Linked DNA regions of Mus musculus: region 2 is linked to region 1. Evidence: chromatin contacts called from public Hi-C data. All regions are on one chromosome and are shown on one strand. The core of a region is the stretch at or near the end of the contact, and the rest is flanking DNA. Distances in the headings are between cores, read along the strand shown.

The links. A called contact is a pair of places that touch in the nucleus more often than the background predicts.
Region 2: a Hi-C map of cerebral cortex shows a contact between it and region 1, with 1.6 times the contacts expected there. The contact joins two enhancer-like sites. A contact is called at or near these places in 1 of 15 datasets of contacts at CTCF or cohesin (embryonic stem cells), 4 of 484 Hi-C or Micro-C datasets (the AML12 cell line, bone marrow-derived macrophages, cerebral cortex and 1 more), 11 of 115 datasets of contacts at active chromatin or transcription factors (T-cell acute lymphoblastic leukemia, embryonic stem cells, epiblast stem cells and 6 more) and 4 of 9 other capture datasets (adipose tissue, embryonic stem cells, liver and 1 more).

Annotation. Positions count from the first base shown.
Region 1 is chr7:28,484,765-28,491,952 of GRCm38.p6, forward strand. No RefSeq gene overlaps it. Among named protein-coding and RNA genes, the nearest start is that of Ifnl2, 22 kb to the right of the region's middle. Within about 2 kb of position 3,422, at least 43 of the 459 cell types and tissues checked have an H3K27ac peak or open chromatin away from gene starts, as enhancers often do. A contact at or near this core is called in cerebral cortex, where this site is marked.
Region 2 is chr7:28,566,476-28,573,663 of GRCm38.p6, forward strand. Pak4 (p21 (RAC1) activated kinase 4) reads right to left here. Exons shown (of 10, transcript NM_027470.3): 2 at 3,318-3,391; 3 at 1,559-1,823. The coding sequence starts at 1,762. Among named protein-coding and RNA genes, the nearest start is that of Mir7049, 9.1 kb to the left of the region's middle. Within about 2 kb of position 4,181, at least 82 of the 459 cell types and tissues checked have an H3K27ac peak or open chromatin away from gene starts, as enhancers often do. A contact at or near this core is called in cerebral cortex, where this site is marked.

The DNA of each region.
Region 1 (7,188 bases), core at 2,172-4,671:
CTCGTGCCTCAGGCTTGTGAGTGTATGTGCCAGCACTGTATTCAACTATGGACTGGAAAAAGACAAATTGTATCTTCACGGACGCTGTACAAAAGGTTTTGGGACAGTGTCTTCTTATGTAGCTTGGACTAGCTAGTCTTGAGCCTTGAACTCACAATTCTGCCTTAGCCTTTCAAGTGTTGAGAATACAAACATAGACCCCACATGGACCTGGGTATACCCCTGCCCCACACCTCTCAGAACTGATCCAAGGGTCCAGGGAGATGGCTTAGGGGATAAAGTGTTTGCTGTACAAGTGTGTGAGCATGCATTAGCAGCCCAGCACCCACAGGAAGAGCTTGGCACAGTGGCACATACCCTCAATCCCAGCACTGGGGAGGAAGAGACTGGGGGATGCCAGAAGCTTGCTGGGCAGCCAGTTTAACCACTGAGCTCCAGACTCAGTGAGGGGCCCTGTACCAAAAAATTAGGTGGACGATCTGGAGAGATGGCTCAGAGAGTTCCAGAGCAGCCAGGCTACACAGAGAAACTCTGTCTCAAAAAACAAAACAAAACAAAACAAGACAAGACAAGACAAGACAAGACAAGACAAGACAAGACAAGACAAGACAAGACAAAAGTTGTGTGGCAACTGATTGAAAAAGACACCTTATGTGAACCCCCAGCTTCTGCGTGCATGTGCACATACGCTTAAACACAGTGCACACCACAGACCCACGTCCATACATACACAAGAAACAAACAAAAACAAAACAACCTGTTCTAGCTACTGGGCACATGCCTGTGACACCAGCACCAGGGAGACTAAGGAACGAGGAGGCTAGCCTGGCTTTGAGGCTAGCCTGAGCTACATAGCAAAATGCTGCACAACCCACTAGGAAATGGGCAGAAGACAAGAAGAGATAAACATAGAGATAGGAGAGAGAGGGGAACATACGGGAAACCAATACAGAAACCAAGAATGGAAAATGCTAGAGACGCCCATGTTGACCTTTCACAAGAGACTGGTGGGATGGCTAATAACCACAGTTAGGAATGCATGCTGAGGCCACAGAGGAAGACGCTCTCTCGTACACGGCCAGGGGAAACAAGACATGCTAGATGACAATACCTCTTTCTGTGCCCCTCTGTTCCTCCCTGTCTTTTTCTTTTTCTTTTTCTTTTTCTTTTTCTCTTTTTCTTTTTCTTTTTCTTTTTCTTTCTCTTTCTCTTTCTCTTTTTCCTTCCTTCCTTCCTTCCTTCCTTCCTTCCTTTCTTTCTTTCTCTCTCTCTCTCTCTTTCTTTCTTTCTTTCTTTCTCTTTCTTTCTTTCTTTCTCTCTTTCTCTCTCTCTCTTTCTTTCTTTCTTCCTCTCTCTCTTTCTTTCTTCCTCTCTCTCTCTCTCTCTCTCTCTCTCTCTCTCTTTCTTTCTTCTTGTTGTTGTTGTTTTTGTTTTTCTGTGTAGCCCTGGTTGTCCTGGAGCTCGCTCTGTAGACCAGGCTGGCCTCGAACTAAGAAATCCTCCTGCCTCTGCCTCCCAAGTTCTGGGATTAAAGGTGTGTGTCACCACTGCCTGCTGTTCCCTGTCTTTCAAAGATTGTGTGTGTGTGTGTGTGTGTGTGTGTTTGAGAGAGAGAGAGAGAGAGAGAGCAAGTAAGTGCAGGGGCAGGAGCAGGAGCAGGCACAGAGATCAGAAAACTATGGTAGTCAGTTCTCTCTTTCTACAATGTGGGTTCCCAGATTTGAACTTAGATTGTCAGGCTTGGTATCAGTTGCTGGCTTTTCTCTTCCTTCCTTCCTTCCTTCCTTCCTTCCTTCCTTCCTTCCTTCCTTCTTTCCTTCCTTCCCTCCTTCTTTCTTTCCTTCCTTTCTTCCTTCCTCCCTCTCTTCCTTCCTTCTTCCCTGCCTCCCTCCCTTCCTTCTTTTCTTTCTAAAAAGGATTTATTTTACATGTATGAATATTTTGCCTACATGCACATATATGTGTACCTTGTGCATACCTAGTACCGGGGATCCTCTGGAACTGGAGTTATCAACAGTTGTGAGCTACCATGTGGGTGCTGGGAATTGAGCATGAGTCCTCTGGAAGAGAAGCCAGTGCTCTTACTCACTGAGCCATCTCCCCAGCCCCTTTCCTTTTCCTGTATTTTACTTTGAGACAGGCTATGTTCCCTAGGCTGTCATCAAACTCCTGAGCTCAAGCAATCTTCCTGCCCCACTTCCTGAGTGGCTGGGGCTGCAGATTCATGCCACTGTGCCCAACAAGAGACTTTCCTGACTCTCACCAAATGATGCTGTTGGTCTGTGCATGACCTTTTGGGGGAGGAAGGATTTTTCCTTTAGGAACTCTTTTTAGTTAGTATATAGAATAATGGGTTTTATTATTACATCATTATGTGTATCATTTTTTCCTATTATTATTATTTTTTTTTGAGATGGGGTTTCTGTGTGTAGCCCTGGCTGTCCTGGAACTTACTCTGTAGATCAGACTCTGGTCTCGAACTCAGAGATCCACTTGCCTCTGCCTCCCAAATGCTGGGATTAAAGGCATGTGCCACCACCCCTTGGCTTCTCTTATTACTTTTTTTTAAGACGTTCTTTTTAACTTGTAAAAAGGATTTATTTATTTTTATTTTACGCAGGTGGGTGTTTTACCTGCATGTGTGTCTGTGTGCTACATGTGTGCCGTGCCCTGGGAGGTCAGAAGACCTGTGACATCCGGAACTGGAGTTACTGTGGGCACTGTCCTGTGGGTGCTGAACACTGAACTTAGATCCCCTGGAAGAGCAGGAAGTGTCCTTAACTGCTGAGCCATCTCTCCATCCTCTTACTTTTTATTTTTAGCTATGTGTATGCGTGTGTCTGTGTGGTTGTCTTTGAACATGTATGTAGGTGTTCAGAGCAGCCAGAGAGGGCGTTACTCTCTTGGAGCTACAGTCACAGGTGTTTATGACTTTCTTTGCTCCCCTCCCTTCAGGACTCCCCACTTTTCTCTTTTCTATTCCAAATAATTATGCTTTTATGGCTTTCCTACGTACACTGCTAAATGTAGATCCTGCACAGGAGAGGAAAATCGTGATATTTGCCTTTGTGAGTCTGGTGTATTTCGTTTGACAGGAGACTTTCCAGTCGCATCCATTTTTCCAGCAAATGGCCCAGGTTCATCCTTCCTGAACAGTAACGTGAGTTTTAACCATTCCCTCTCCGCGGTGCAGCGATTCTCACTGCCTGGGTCGCCTGGGATCTTGTCCCACATGCATACTCTCTGATGAGCTCCAGAGTCAGTAGTTCTGGGGTCCGGTCCCCCAGTCCGTGCTCCAGGCATGCCTCCAGCCCATTCCGGGTTTCTGGAGAGTTTGGACTTGGCGATGGAGGAAGGCGGCTGCACCAGTCACGGCTCTGGGACGTCGCCCAGGTGTTCTTAGTCTAAGAGTTCCCCAGGGAACTGCCCGAGACTATTCTGCTGATGTAATTGCAGGGCAGGGTGAGGAGGGGAGGAGGCGGGGTGGAGAGATACCTGGTGGGTGGGGCCAGAGGATGACGGACAGAAGACTTGGTCGCAAAGAGAAACCCAGGAGCTTGGAATCCTGACTGGAAAATCCTCAGAACCTAGAGGATGGTGGGAGGAGAGGAAGTTGCCCTGACTCACCCCGAATTCTAGCGATGGCGAAGGCACACAGCAAGGAGGGAGATGTTTTTAAAGAAATTGGGGCACGGAGGAGGCCTTTCTTGGAATCTTAGGGGACACATGTAGGAGTTTTGGGGGGGTGCCAGAAGAAAGATGATGGGTTTGGATGACTTGTGCCACACCCCGTAATAAATAATGAGAGTCACTATGCTCCATGAAATGTTCCAGAAGCCGTTTTCTTTTTATTACCCGCCCCCTTAGGCTTTTTTTTTTTCTTTTTTCTTTTTCTTTTTCTTTTTTTTGAGACAGGGTCTCACAGGCTGGAACTCTCAAGCTGGCCTGGAACTCACAGAGATCCTCCTGCCTTTGTCTGAAGGTTAGGATTAACGGCCTATGACACTAACAGGCTCCCCTGCCCCCCCCCCCACTTTTATACAGGCTGGCCTTGAACTCTCTATGCACTCAAGGGTGACCTTAAACTCTCGATCCTTGGACCTCCACTTCTAGAGTGCTGGAATTGCAGGCATGAGCCACTTCACCCCCTCAAACCTAGGGCTTCCTGCATGCTAAGCAAGCACTCTATCCACTTCAGCCAAATCTTCAGCCTCTATAAGCATTTTATGCCTATGATTATGCAGACTCCTCAAGATAACCCGATACAGTGCTGTCTGTGTTGAAATGTCAGTGTAAACAGCAAGCCATCCTTACAGCTCCTACATACACACAAACACAGATCCACACCACACAGACACACAGGTACATACATAGACAGACAGACAGACAGACAGACACACACACACACACACACACACACTGGCATTCTGAGTTAGGATCTCATATAGCCTAGACTAGCCTCAAATCCACCATGTAGCTGAGGAGGACCTTGAACTCCTAGTATTCCTGCCTCCAATTTCCAAATGCTTGCCGGGTAATTCAGGCACTCCCACCATGCCCTGCTTAGAGTTTGTTTGAGACAGGGTTTTTCCTTGGGTATCATAGAACGCCTGATCCTCCTGCTTCACCCTCTTAATCTCTGGGATTACAGAGGTTCAGCATCACTGCAGAGACACCCCCCCCCCACACACACACACAACCTGATCTGTTGTGATGTGTGTGATTGAGTGCCCTGAGGTCACATGACTCTACAGAACTCCTTCACATTGGTTGAGTTGAGGTCACAGGACTGCAGAACTACTTCCCAGATGCCAGGGCCCTGGACTTCCAAGAGGAAAAATGGGTGTCATCAGAGTGCAACAGGTTATCCCTGTGGAGGGCAAATGTGTGGGTTTTCTTTTTTTTTTTTTTTTTAATGTAGAAATGGGTGATTTTTTTTTTTAAGATTTATTTATTTATTTTATTATATGTAAGTACACTGTAGCTGTCCTCAGACACTCCAGAAGAGGGAGTCAGATCTCGTTACGGATGGTTGTGAGCCACCATGTGGTTGCTGGGATTTGAACTCCTGACCTTCAGAAGAGCAGTCGGGTGCCCTTACCCACTGAGCCATCTCACCAGCCCAATGTGTGGGTTTTCAATGTGATACTTCTTGGTTCCATCAGGCTTGTATGGTAATTTATTACTTTTACCTGTTGAGCCATCTTGTTGGCCCTAGATATTCATTTATTTATTTAGTGTGTGTGTTCATGAAACCTTGGTTTCTGTCCTTCTCTTCTCTTCTCTTCTCTTCTCTTCTCTTCTCTTCTCTTCTCTTCTCTTCTCTTCTTTTCCTTTTTTAGCAAGAGTTCCTCGCTGGACTGCTATTAAACAAGTAGGCTAGGTTGGCTGGCCAGCAAGCCCCAGTTTATCTTCTTCTCTTCCCTAGCTTTTTTATGCCGGTGTTGAGGGTCTAACCCTTATTCAGCAAGCACTTTGCTGGCTGACCCATCTCCCCAGGCCTCTTCCTCCTTTGAGAGGTCTTATTCCTTATTTCATTACCTTCCTAACTTCTGTGTGCTGGAATTACTGATCCATTCTGCTATCATGGCTCAGAATCCTTGCTTCTCTGAATTCTCTCTCCCTCCCTTCCTCCCCTTCTTTCTCCCTCTCCCTCCCCCCCCCCCTTTGTTTACTCAGTGTAGTCCTGGCCGGCTGTTCCAGATCTCATTCTATAGATCAGGTTGGCCTCACTCGCTGCCTATGCCTCCCGAGTGCTGGGATTGAAAGCACGAGCCAATACTGTCCATCGCCTCTTGGTATTTTCAATCGATGATTGGTTGAGTCCACACCTATTAAAAGACACCCCGCCCCCTCTCTGTATTATTCTTTGTAGAGTAGAAACTTGGCCAACCTGGCCAGTAGAGGGTGCTACAGGGACACTGGCAGTAACGAAGGTGGCCGGTCAAGCAGTAAGGATTCTGGCCCTCTGGTTTCTTTAGGTGGCAGGACAGGGATACACTGAGATGAAGAAGGGGCAGCTGTCTTGGCCATGTCCCTGACGCCACACGCTTAGCTGGCTAGAGTGTCTCTAGATGTCTCTGTGAAGCTAGCCTAGTGATTGTTTTTAGGTCCTGTCCCAACTCCGAGGGGACATATGCTGAGGTGGAGGGCCGTGGCATGGGGGTGCGGTCGGGAGACTAAAGAAGCCTTCTTCCCACCCAGCTGCCTCAAGCTGCCCGTGCGCTGCCCGTGCGCTGCTGGAGGCTCCTGCCGAGGTCCTCCTGAACTTCACACAGTTAGCGGCACCCTGCTCTAGGCGCCCTCCCACCTGCCTTGCCTGTGGGCATCTAGGGATCCTTTTGTGTTACCAGTTGACTAGGAGAACTTTGCCCTGGTGGTGGCGCTCTGATATCCCATCAGGTTCTTTTTCTTTTTTCTTTTCTTTTCTTTTCTTTTTTTTTTTTTTTTTTATCCGAGACAGGGTTTCTCTGTGTTGCCCTGGCTGTCCGGGAACTCACTTTGTAGACCAGGCTGGCCTCGAACTCAGAAATCTGCCTGCTTCTGCCTCCCAAGTGCTGGGATTAAAGGCGTGTGCCACCATGCCTGGCTCTTTTTCTTTCTTTCTCTTTTGCTTGTTTGATTTTGTTTTGTTTTGTTTGTTTGTTTGTTTTGTTTTGAGACCGGCCTTCTCTGTGTACCCCCTTGGTGTTTCTTAATAATGCATTATATTACCTTCTTCTGTTTAGCAGAGCAGGTGGCCCCTGTGCCCCGCGTGTACTTAGATCCATTTAGCTATTGGTACATGCCGTATAGACACACAAAAAGCACATGGTCTGTACCCTCTATGTCAGCCAGTCTCCTGTGGCTATAACACAAAGCTGAAGACTGGGTACTTGATAAAGAAAAAAGGTTTACTTTGCCTATATTCCTAAAGGCTAAAAGGCCAACATTCGGGCGTGCTATGTGTTTGGCCTCTGTTGCAGATCCCCTTGGCGGTATCACAACAGGGCAAAGAAATGGAAAGAGAAACAGCCTCTTAGGAACAGCTTAATGCACAGGGAAGCTTGCTTCCCAGCAGCACGCTCCTGGAGAACAAACACATCCCGGAGACCAGCATTGTTTCTTACTAGGCCCAACCGGACACACGTTTTACTGTGTGTGTCTTCTTGTCTATCCACCCCTCCCCCACTAGACTGTGGGCTGCAA
Region 2 (7,188 bases), core at 2,931-5,430, 82 kb after region 1:
CTGTCTGCCTGAAAGCCTGGCCTTGTCCAGGGAGTCAAGAAAGATGGATGTTAGGTTTCAAACCCAGGACAAATGGCTGAGGTGCCTATTTGACATATCAAAGCAGACCAGGCCTCTAGCATTTCCCAGCATCCCTCAGTCCCTACCTGTTACAGGGTCTTTCTTTCCGGCATCCACTGCTTCCCCCTGGACTGCCTTCCCCCAGCTGCCTTTCCCTATATAATCCAGCCATTTTGGCTGCGCTGACTCTGCTGCCTTTTACCCTCCTGGCCTCCTGGCTCTTCCCTCCCCCTCTCCTCACCTGGCTCAGAGTCATGTCCACTCTGGCCTCTTCCAGATGCCCCTGCCTCTGGCTGTGCTCTCCCTCATACCCACAATAACCTCCTCCACCACACCTAGGAGCAGGCATGTTTACCTTTTTCATTTCTTTTTTCCTTCAGGGGCTACCTGCCAGGCTCTGCTATTAGAACCTGAGTCAGTGGTCAGGAAGCTTGTCATCTAGGCAGTCCCAGCTAAGGTGCCTGCCTGCACGGGAATTAGGACAAGTGTCCTTCCCCTGGCAGGACTGTGGAAAGGTGTGGAAACACAAGGGTGCATAGAGCAGTGGTGAAATTTTGGGGACACACAATGTGTGAGAAATGACCACAAAGCTCATTGGGTCATGGGAGTGTTTAGGGTGGGTTGTCTGGGGACTATGGAGGGGCCTACTTCATAACCAGTTGCTACTGGCTTCCAGCTGGCCTGGGGCATGAAAAGCCCATACAGATTCAGATGACAAGAGGGGCTTTCTAGGCAACAGAGAGAAGTCAAAGCTCTCACATGACCCTACGGGGCCACAGAAATAACCAGAAAGAGCCCAGCCTCCACCCAAGCACCACGGCTGTGGGTGCCCTGATGACGCTGCCTCTCTCCTGCCAGACCCTGGCTGGTCACTGGGAGAGGATGAATCAGCTGCAGGGCCGGGTACCCAGCCTGCTGACCATAGGCACGCCCAACTCCACCAAGTGGGGACACGTCTGGCTGTACTCCTCTGGGTCCCACCACCCATGGCATGAGTCCAGCTGGGGCACTCTTACCACTAGGCCTGCAAGGCTGTAGTTCCTGCCTAGGCAGTGAGACCACAATTCTCACATTGTACACGGGGGCGGGGGAAGTGTGAGGATCTTGGATCTAAACCTCAAGTCTCACTCCAACTGACAATTTGCTCAGGATGATAAGACTGAATGGCTGCTGCCCTGCTCCCATCTGCCTCAGCTGCTCCTGGACCTTGGAATGCAGCTTAGGCATCCCCTAGCCAAGCCCGGATGTTGTCTGGGAGCACTCCCATGTTGTCTCCCATGTCATGAAGCACTGGGAGACCAAGGTTGAATGTGTAGTGTTGTGGTGTTGGGGCAGGAGTGGAAGTCAGAAGCTGACCTTCCAGGATTGTACTGGCAGGTGGAAGGCCGACCACTGGGCTACAGAGGTGGGAGGTTCTGCAAAGAAGCCAGGAGCAATTGAAGGGCTGGGCCATTCTGGCAGTATGGGCTGTGGGCTAAAGTGGTGTGGTGATGGCTACCTTGGGGGCTCCAGGCTGGATGGACGTGATGCAGGCAGGGTCGATCAGGGGCTTGGGTCTGCGTGCTGATTCCTCAATCAGGCTCTGCCACTGGCGGGGCAGCCCTGTGAACTTCTGCTCATGCTGATCAAAGCCTGTGTGTACACGGTGCTCGAAGTTGGATGGGGCTGAGATCTCCACCCGCTTCTTCTTCTTTCCAAACATGGTTCCAGGGCCTTAGCACAGAGTTTGTGAACAGTGGGGTGGCTTGAGTTCTTACAGGCACCTGTAGGAAGGAAGCACCAAGGGAGGTGGGATCAGTGGCAGGTCATCTGTCACTCAAACCTTCTCCAATTCTTTGCTTCTGCCCTGGCTGGTTCAGCAGATATCTCATATACCAGCAGGGGGCAGCAGACTCTTCCTGGGCCCTCTGAGCAGCTATTTTTGTGGGTTCCTCTTGAGCAACTAGAGGGTCAGCCCAGCTGTCCTCTCTTCAGAGCCACAGCTCCTTGTGGCCCATCACCTTCACAGCAGCTTTCATACTGCAGGGCCTTTGCACAGGCAGTTCCCCTTGCCTATCATCCCAGGAGCTCCCTCCCTCCCCTCCTCCAGTTCCCCTTCCTGTGTTTAACACAGCCTGCTGGCCATCACTTCACCTTCAGATGCCCTCACCTTCGGGGAACCTGCTGCTATTCCTATGTGTAGTGCCTCTTGTCTCCCTCCAACCCCAGTAATGATAGCAGTGCCTACACCCGCCCATCCATAGTCTCCCTAGTCCCACCTCTGGGCACCAGTGAGCAGTCCCCACCTCTAGTCTGGCCACCCCAGCCATTGGCTACAGACAAATGGAATGCCTCTCCACACTGGGACATTCTCCTGTCTCTAGGGCCTGGGTCTTCAGCTGGGTACTATATAAATACCCAGGAAAGGCCAGTCAGGAACCCAAGGGTGAGCCAGGCATGGTGACATACCACTTTAGTCCCAATACTCGAAGGCAGAGCCATGTGGATTTCTGTGTGTTCAAGGCCAGTCTGGTCTACATAAGTGAGTTCTAGGCTAGTTAGAGCCTATCTCAAAAAGGGAGTGGGGAGCTGGAGAGAAAGCCCAGCAGGTAAGAGCACTGGCTGCTCTTCTAGGGGACCTGGGGTCAGTTTCCACATGGGAGCTCACAACTGGACATAACTCCACTTCTAAGGGATACGACACCCTCTGACTTTCAAGGACATTAGCAACACATGTGGTGCACAGACATACATGCAGGCAAAAACACTCATACACATAAACTTTAAAGACTAATAACCATTTTTAAAAAGTAAATTAAAAATAAATAACAACAGTTACAACAACAACAACAACAACAACAAAGAATCAAAAGATGAGCCAGGAGCACAGGCTCAGTAGCCGCAATCCCAGCTACTCAGGAGGCAGGAGGATGGCAAGCTCAAAGCTCTGCCGAGATAGAGTGGATTCAGGCTATTCTGATCAACGTGGTGAAATTGTCTCAAAATAAAATGATAAAAAGGTCTGGGGCTGCAGCTCAGCAGCAGAGAACTGCAGAGTAGGCGGGAGGCCCTGGGGTCCATCCTAGCTGAAGGACAGGATGATGGTGGCACCCCACAGAGGATCAAGCAATGAGGGACACTAGGCAGCCTCCCAACAATCCTCTGCCTCTCACTACCTGAGTCCTGGGTGATGAAGCAACTGAGCCCCTCCCTGCCTGGGACCAGCCCCTTATGCTGGAGAGACAGGCCCTGTGGGAAGAGCCTGGAGTCCGACAGACCTGGTCTGAAGCTGGCTGGGCTAGAAGCACCTTTGCGTGGGTGACGTCTCCTCCTGAGGCTTTGAGTTACTCATCTGTAAGACAGGAAGAAAAGATCTATCAGTCATTCAATCACTAACACCCACTCTACTCTGGCTGATAGTCGGACACGAGAACAACCTAGACAGCCTATGACCCACTAGGGTCTACCTGGGGCAGACGGTCCCTAGGTAGTGACAGTGTACACTGGTAGGGACTGGGCCCACAAAGTGCTACCAACCACGGAAGGATGGCAGGTGTGCTAAGGGAGGCTTCCTATAGGAGGCTTCAGGAGTGAAGGCCCAAAGGACCAAAGGGTGTCAGAGGACTTTCATCTTTGTCCCACCTGGCTCTTCAGTACCTGGCAGGGTGGTGGGCAGACACAGAACCAGCACCCAGCCCCAGTGAGACTCTGCTGGGGAAGTGGCTACAGACAAGTGTCCAGGGGGCAGCTCTCTTCTTCTCCAGGCATGGCTCTCTTTCTTGGGAGTCACTGGCTCAGCCTACAAGAAGGACATTAATGGGCAGCCAGCCAGGGAAACCGGTTTGGCAGCCAAGCCAAGAGAGAGGCAGGTGGGGACGCAGCAGCCAACCTGTCTCAACTGGTCCCAAGGGGCCAGCAGGTGGCCAGCCCCGGGCCTGGACAGGACTTTCCCAGCTGGTTTAGTTTCTTTGCTTGATCCAAGTCCAGGGGTTGTGGCTGAGGGTTGGGACAGCTAGGGCAGAATGGGCACCTCTGGCTTCCAGCCTTCTCTGCCTCAGAACCAGCACTGCAACATGCTGCCCTCCTCCCAGCCTTTCCTGTCCAGCCTGTCCCAGCACCCCGACCTCTGCACCAGGGCTACCCAGCCCTCCTTGGCGCTACGCCTGTCTCTACAACTCTAACAGTGCCACACCTTGTGCTGCCTGGCACAGCGTGGAGCCTGTGCTGCGACCTGCGGCTCCCTGTCCTCCGTGTCTAGCTTGCTATCCACCCTGAACTCTTGGCTCTACTCTCAGTTCCCACCTCCCACACCGAGGGAGCCCCAAAGCAGCTCCCAGATTTGGCAGTATAGGGGGTGGTAGTGCATGTGACCACTCACTAAGCATAGGGAAGCGCTCAGAATGGAAAAGGTGGGAGAGCTTTCAGCAGTGCCTTTCCATGCTCCCCCACACAGACCCCTACCCCCACCCATAAGCCCCAAGCCACCTTGCATACTGCAGCCACTTGTGACCCTGCAGGAGAAGGGGCGGAAGGGCACACCTCCGGATATTTGCCTGGGCCACCCCTTTCCTCTGGGCAGCATATGGAGGGAAGGACAAACAGAGGAACTGGTGTTTATAATGACCTGGTGTAGGCCCCACCCAGGCCCTTTTAGGCATCTCGTGGCTGGGATGGGTCTCCCAGGCCAGCTCAGAATTTCAGAGCCCTGCAGCCCAAGCCTCAACCCCCAGCTGACAGTTAGCTAGCACTATATGCCCTGATTTCTATATCTGTGAAGACCCAGCCCACAGCTCATGCCAGGAAGCTCAATGAGTGACCCTAGGGAAAGACTCCACTCTTATGCCTCAGTTTCCTCTTGTTGGGAGGGTGACGACAGAAGCTGCTTCCAGCAGCTTTTATAAGGAGTCACAGGAAAAACAAGCAAGGCACTGAAGGTCTGGCTCAGAGCCAACTCTTACTGACGCTTAGGCAGTAAATCCTCAATGCTAGTTACATGAGAACAGTAGCCAGCAGGAATGTGCACCTACTGTGTGCCACCTCTCTTAGAAGCACTGTCCCAGTATCTCTCACCCTTTGTTCCTGACCCAGCAGGAGAGCCACTGTGAGCCCCATGCCCTAAGTAAGGTTCTCACTTGTCATGGGCAAAGCCAGAGCAGACATGAGAGTAGGCCACTTCTCCCAGGGCCTATGGCCCCTGCTTCTGGCGCAGATCCAGCCAATGATGCTCAGCCCTGTGATATACGCACAGCCCTACAATGGAGGCACCTTATCCCAATTGTCTGGTGTGGAAACAGACTCCTTTGTCCAGGCACCCAACCAGTCAGAGGTTGCCAAGGTTTGACCCAGGAAGGTGAACACAACAGGCTGGCCTCTTACTAGCTTGCACTGTGTGCAGCTAGTCTGGGCCCCCATGATGCTTCTACCTGCCAGGCCCACACCTTATCTTTCCTCTCCTGTGCTGGACTTCACCTCCTACCCCAGCCTGCCCCAGAAATGGGTTTCCTGGACCTCCTCCCAGGATCTCTGGTGAGACAAGCTGGTCCCAGAAACGATGCCTGAAACCCTGTCCCCCCACCAATGTACGCCATGGGGTTCTAGAGCTGACATGCTCACTATGAAGGAGCCTGCGGCCCTGGAGAGTCACCAACACAAGCCCCTTGGCTTCCAGAGACCTCAGAGTAGGGGCTATTCTGGGCCAGTGTTGGGGAATCTTGTTGGACCCTGGAGGTAAAGGGGTGACTGAGTACCCACGGAAGAGATACAGATGGAGCAGTATGGCCAGCAGCTCCCTCCAGCCAAGGATACACACTAAAAATGACTATATTTTAAAATGCTTTTTTCATTTCTTTAATCTCTGATTCTTCAATTGTGGGATACTCAGTTCTCTAGTCCCCCCTGCGCCCCTGCTCTGCTCTCAACCTTTCTCGAGAGGCAGATGCATCCATCTCCCATGCTCCTGAGGGAATGAGCCGACAGCTCCAGGAAAGCCCTCCCTGCCTCAGTGTACCCCTTGTTTTCCAGGACTGAGCTGCAACAGTGTCTGGCTCTGGCATGCTTGAGCCCACACCCACTCCCCCACAGTCAGCTCTGGCTGTCAAGCCACAGCCCTGACCTATGCCATGTAAATGCGTCCCACATCCCACTCTCCTTCAGCCTCCTGCTGGGACAGGTTCCCACTTCTTCCAGGTAGTCCTAACTCCTCCTAGATGGGCCCATCTTCCTCATCATACACTGCCCAATCACAAGTGACCGGTCATAGTTGCTGGGCCTTCACCTCCCTATCCATTTGAGTGACAACTGAGGTGGAGCCTACTGGGCCCTCAGCTCTGCAGAGTCTGCAGGGTTCACACTGGGGAAAGATGACAATCATTAAACCAGGTCCACCCAAGGTCTGCGGGGCAGACTTAAGTCCTGAGAGGAAATAAAGGCAGGCTCAGAGCGCAGGCAAAAGAGGCAGGAACTGTCAATGCAGTCCTTGAGTGCATGAGACCAAAGAGGTTCTGTGCTCAGGAAGAGGGGCAGCCAGGAGGTAAGAAACGGCAGGGCGAAGGTGCTGAGACAGGCACTTGCTGGATGTAGCCAAGAAGGCCTGGCGGCTATATTGCAAAGGTGAGGGGAGAGTAGGGTTAAACAACACAGGCTGGTGACCAGACAGATCAGGTGGCACCTGTGGGCCATAGCAAGGGCTCTGTTTTTCCCAAGTAAGATGAAGATACAGGAAGATCTAGGCAAGGGAGGGACAGCAGGAGCCAGGGAGATGGCTGTGACTAGCCAGCAGGAGATAAGGCAGACAGGACACCCTAGGGGCTGTGGCATGGGTAAAGTGGGCAGGTTCTGCTCAGTCCAAAAACCAAGGTTCAAGATGGTGCCAGGGCACGGAATGTGAACTCTACAGGCCCAGCTTGCTTGGCATAGCTTACTCCAGCACCACCTGGCTGGGCCTGGGCACACTGGCCTCCAGTTTGTCCACTCAAGAGAGCTTAGCCACCCCGCCCCCCCAGCATGATAGTGTCAGCCTATCCAAAGCTGTCAGCCTGCAACACTGGTGGCTTACACAGCAGGCATGTAACAGGTACATACACTGGTCTACCATGGGTCCCGCAAACAGATCTAGGTGGCTGGGGAGACCTCTTCCTTCCTGTTTCCCGA